2 separate regions of the Mus musculus genome follow, and region 2 is linked to region 1. The links are chromatin contacts, called in public Hi-C maps. All regions are on one chromosome and are shown on one strand. Each heading gives the region's core, a stretch centred on a gene start, on an enhancer-like site or on the middle of the called end of the contact. The rest is flanking DNA. Distances are from core to core; before and after follow the strand shown.

Region 1 (2,700 bases), core at 54-2,553:
GCCAGTATGTGTTTATATTTTCATGGTCACATATGTGTGGCTGCACATGTATGGTGGTGCATGTGTGCATGTGTGTGCGCATGAATGTGGTAGTCCAGAGTTGAAGGCAAATGTCTTCTTCAATCAATCCCCCCTTACTTACGGAGGCAGGGTCTCTCTTTAACCCTAAAGGTCTCCAATTCTGGCTAGTCTCACTAGCCAACTTGCCAAGGGGATCTTTACGTCCCGGGTTCTGGAATTACTGGCAGCCAGTCCTCTTGCCTGGCTGATCCACTGGATCATATCTACAGTCTCTAAGTTATTCCCTCTGGGTACCTTCTACTTATGCAAGGGAAAAGGTTTACATTTGTGATTGTAACATTATTGAGATCTCTTTACTTCCATTTACATAAACAGAGATAAACACAAATGAGATAAATAAGGGGGTGTGGGCCTGGAGGTCCATCCCATATACAATCACCAAACCCAGACACTATTGTGGAAGCCAACAAGAGCTTGCTGATAGGAGCCTGATATAGCTGTCTGCTGTGAGGCTTTGCCAGTGCCTGACAAATACAGAAGTGGATGCTCACAGTCATCCATTGGACGGAGCACAGGGTCCTCAATGAAGGAGCTTGAGAAAGTACCCAAGGAGCTGAAGTGTTTTGCAGCCTCATAGAAGGAGCAACAATATGAATTAACCAGTACCCCCAGAGCTCCCTGGGATTAAACCACCAATCAAAGAAAACACATGGTGGGACTCATGGCCCTAGTTGCATATGTAGCAGAGGATGGCCTGGTCGGTCATCAATGGGAGGATAGGCCCTTGGTCCTGTAAAGGCTCTATGCCCCAGTATAGGGGAATGCCAGGGCCAGGAAGCAGGAGTGGGTGGGTTGGTGAGCAGGGGGAGGGGGGAGGGGGAGAGGATGTTTTGGGAGAGGAAACCAGGAAAGGGGATAACATTTGAAATTTAAATAAAGAAAATATCTAATTTAAAAAAAAATAAGGGGGTGTGGGGCAGAGGGAGGGGCAGGCTGACAGAGTAAACAGTAATGGGTCCAGAGTGGTCCAGAGAAAAATTTCTCGTAAGAACACTGAAACACTTTCAATCAGAAAATATCAGCTTAAAGGCTACCCTAATCCCTACCTTAAAGCTTACCCTAATCATTTTACACATAAGGAAACCAGGGCCTGGGGGTCAGCAGGAATCACCCAGTCCACAGTATGAAATGGTAGACACAAACTTAATCTAAAACTTCGTTCTCCACCTCCATTACCTCTAACCTTACTTAATTTGTAGGTCTTTCCAAGTCTGTGTGTGTTAGAATTGCTTAAATGTATCTGCTTTAAGAATCCAAGAACAACGGATGCACCCACAAAGGCAGTTGGAAAACTGAACAAACTGCAGGACCATGGTGACATCTAGTGGTAATCTTTGGTAGTGCACCTGTCTAGAAGACCTTTGATTTAATCAGGCTTACCATGAAAGCAGAAATATTCTTTTGTACACTGTTCCCTAGTTTGAGTTTGTCTGCTATGGTTATGAGATATACTTGAACAGTAATCCCACATATAGGATTATATGCTGAAGAATATATATATATATATATATATATATATATATATATATATTCAAATCATAGCAAAAGGCACATGACAAAGGCTTGTCATGGCACTGGTTATATTGAGTGTTTGGTTACAGTGGTCCTGACCACCAAGATTCCATCTTAGAAAGCTGCTGTGAATTCTCTTCTAATTAATAAGGGATTCATGGAGTAACAATGTTCGAGTTTGCAAAGCTGATGTTTTTGCTTGAAACCTCAATGAAGTAACAGTTGCAAAATAGTAACCTAATGCTGTCATTTTTTACTCTAATTTTACTCATTAGGATTTTAACATAAAAAGGGAACCTTCCCTATACTCCCATTTTTTATTAATTAATTCTTACATCATCCAGAGTCTTAGATTTCATGAGCTGACTCAGGTATAGATGACATCATCTGTATCTGAAGTGTCAGACGTAGATTACAGTTCTACATTAATTACAGAGTATATCTAAAGCTTCCTAATTTGCTGCAGTGGAGATTGGACTAGGGTGCCATGCATGTGAGGCTATTGCTCTGCCTCTGAGCCACAAAGCGAGCCCTCTGAACCTTTACACAACCTGTATCCAGGCCGAGCCCTTGCCTTAACCCCAACTATCACGCTTAATTTTGAATAAAGGAAGTGTAGTGTGAACCAGAGAAATGTCCTGAAATATAACCCTGCCTATCCAAAAAAAAGAAAGAAAAAAAGAAAAAAGGGAAAGAAAGAAAGAGAGAGAGAGAGAAAATAAGAGAGAGAGAGAGAGAGAGAGAGAAAGGAAGGAAGGAAGGAAGGAAGGAAGGAAGAAAGAAAGAAAGAAAGAAAGAAAGAAAGAAAGAAAGAAAGAAAGAAAGAAAGAAAGAAAGAAAGAAAATGGAGTTTCAATTGGGAAGTTGTCTATTGGCACTGGGGTTTTTTTTTTTTTTCCATTTTTTATTAGGTATTTAGCTCATTTACATTTCCAATGCTATAACAAAAGTCCCCCTTACCCACCCACCCCCACTCCCCTACCCACCCACTCCCCCCCTTTGGCCCTGGCGTTCCCCTGTACCGGGGCACACAAAGTCTGCGTGTCCAATGGGCCTCTCTTTCCAGTGATGGCCGACTAGGCCATCTTTTGATACATATGCAGCTAG
Region 2 (2,700 bases), core at 150-2,649, 670 kb before region 1:
GCAGTAGTCTTCAACATCCTTGCTGATGCTATTGTTATTCACTTCTATCCCTCCATGAGCATGCTGGGAAACAAACACTGAGCCTGGATGGAGGAGACACTGCAGGTTGAGCCCTCCGATTATTCTCTCTTAGGGGGAAGTAGATAAAGTACAAAATTTTGCCTGGCAGTGATGGTCGAGGGCAGCTGAATCCTGTCACAGAAAATTTAGAGGCCCTCCCCTTTTTCATTTCCCTCCATGAACTTCTGCCTGTAGTAATAAAAACCCCCATGTTCCTGTCTGTGTCGCTTCATCTTAGGAGGCTGACTTTTATATGAATCTTTGTCCCCGTGTGGGGCAGCTGAGTATTATTTCGGCCTCATCTTACCGATAAAGCAAGGGAAGTGTGTGACATTAAATGATTTGCCCAGGTCACCTAGAAAGTCAGTGATGGAGTCTTCAAGAGAAAGACTTCTTCATTCCCTATCCAGCCACCAGAGGAGCCAGCAAAGTGAGGGAGAGGCCAGTATTAACCACTAATCACTTGCCATAACCTCCTTCCAATCCTGTTTGTATGTATGTATTATCTTTCTCTCAGTCTCTCTGTCTCTGTTTCTCTCTCTGTCTCTGTTTCTCTCTCTTTCCCCCCCCCCTCTCTCTCTGTGTGTGTGTGTGTGTGTGTGCATTTTTCTGTGTAAGTGTGGTCAGTTACATGTCATAGCACACACATGCAGGTCTTGGATGTTTGCCTTCACCTCCTGCCTTGTTTGAGGCAGGGTCTGTTTGTTGTTCCAGGCTATGTGCACCTACAGGCATTCCCTAGTCTCTGCCTCCCACCTTCCACCTTGCCATAGCACTGGGAATGCCAGTATGTGCTATGACACCAGAGTTTTACATGGGCTCTGAGACTTCAAACTTAATATTCTGCTTGCACAGCAGCAAGTATCTTACTCACTGAATCACCTCCTCTGGCTTGGTTTGTTTTTAACTGTATAGCTGGCTTTTCTGTAAGGCTACATAATAATACATCATCAGAATGTAGAGATTATAAGCATTCTTCTATGAGCAAAATTTACTAAATCCAGGAGCCGGGAAACAGCAGGGGACACTGAACAATGTTGACAATGACCATATCTCTGTGGAGCAGGATTAGAAGACTCTAGAAGAAAGATTTGTTCTGGGAGCATTTAACCCTTGGCTCTGAATCTCAGGATGGCCTCTTAGCACCTGAGCTACTTAAAGCAAGTTCTCTGAATCTCTCTCACTCTCAAGATGGGAGGTTAAGTGTCTACTGCAAGATACTTGTGAGAATTCCACGAGTCTACACAAGCACGTACTAATGTGAGCATACACAGGAGGTAGGGAAGTGGAGCTTTCATTTTGGCCATAGGGTAGCATAGCAGTGCAGTAGACAGCATTTCCACATTTCCTGTATTTGAGCCAGTCAGTAATCATGAGGTTCTTGGCTGTGAGACTGAGGACACAGGCTACCCAGGGTTCTCTCTCTCTCTCTCTCTCTCTCTCTCTCTCTCTCTCTCTCTCTGTGTGTGTGTGTGTGTGTGTGTGTGTAATAAGTTCTGTATCATATTTACAGGTAATTGTTAATTTCTTCTTAAAGGGAGGATATTATTTTGTTGACTTCTGAAAAGAGGACAGACATATAACAGATTATGCCTCAGACAGTATGCTCCTCAGTATACAACTCTGGAAGGCTGGATGCTTGCTGCTGTCGTGACTATTTCCGTTTTCTGTTTGGCTTTCAGTCATCTGATGGAAGTCACCCTCAACCCCATTCCCTAGTCTTTCCCCTAGTTTATTTAGAATCCATATACATTATTAGCAAACTGATGAACATTGTTGATAAATGATTGAATGAAAGACTAAGAGGAGTTGGGGTGCAGGATATTAGGTTTAAGCTGGGGTTCTAGAGACTGAGTACATTTGAGGTTCTTGTCTGTCTCCACGTGGCATATATGAGTGTACAGGTTCATGTGTGTCTGTGTATGCACATCCATCTATGGGGTGTGTGGAAGTTAGAGATTAATACCAAGTGTCTTCTTTAATCACATGCCTACGTATGTTTTGAGACATGGTCTCTTATTGAACCCAGAGCTCAATGATTTGGCTAGGTTCTCTGGACACAGTAAGCTCTGGAGACCATTCTGTCTCTGCCTTCTCAGTGCTGAGATTATTGACTGATGCTGCCAAGCCCAGATTTCTACATGAGTACTGGGGATGTGAATACTGGTACTTATGCTTGCACAGCAAGTATTTTATAGATCAGAGTATCTCAGCTCTCTCCATCTCTTTTTATAGATATCCTACATGTATGAGGAACAACCTCGATCTTACAGAACCATGTGCTCATCCATTAGGCTAGCATAGCATCAACTTCTCTCTGAGTAGATGATGGATTTTAGATGTGAGTTACCCATGGAGGCATGAGTCTGCACACTTGCACATCGCATTCTGATGGGGAAAATAAAACAGATAACTAGCAGATATACCATGTGCCAGAAGGTTCCAAGTCCTGGGAAGGAAAAGGAAGCCAGATTCAAAAGGTCAGAGACAGAGTACAGTTTCAGACTGGATCATCAGGGACCATAGGTAAAGGGGAATTGAGCAGAGATTGAAGGGAAAAGCTGAACCTGTGCCTAGGAGAGGAAAGGGATAGGGGACCAGGATCAGCCAAAGCATACTTTCAGGTTTGGCTTTTACTCT

Evidence for each region. A called contact is a pair of places that touch in the nucleus more often than the background predicts.
Region 2: a contact with region 1 is called in a Hi-C map of B cells, with 4 times the contacts expected there. The contact joins the enhancer-like site here to the promoter of 4930597A21Rik in region 1. A contact is called at or near these places in 1 of 39 promoter capture datasets (the SN4741 cell line) and 2 of 484 Hi-C or Micro-C datasets (B cells and embryonic stem cells).

The regions. Positions count from the first base shown.
Region 1 is chr11:44,584,920-44,587,619 of GRCm38.p6, reverse strand. 4930597A21Rik (RIKEN cDNA 4930597A21 gene) reads right to left here and starts at 1,303. Exons shown (of 4, transcript NR_126460.1): 1 at 1,270-1,303; 2 at 143-318.
Region 2 is chr11:45,259,235-45,261,934 of GRCm38.p6, reverse strand. No RefSeq gene overlaps it. Among named protein-coding and RNA genes, the nearest start is that of Gm12159, 140 kb to the right of the region's middle. Within about 2 kb of position 1,399, at least 4 of the 459 cell types and tissues checked have an H3K27ac peak or open chromatin away from gene starts, as enhancers often do. A contact at or near this core is called in B cells, where this site is marked.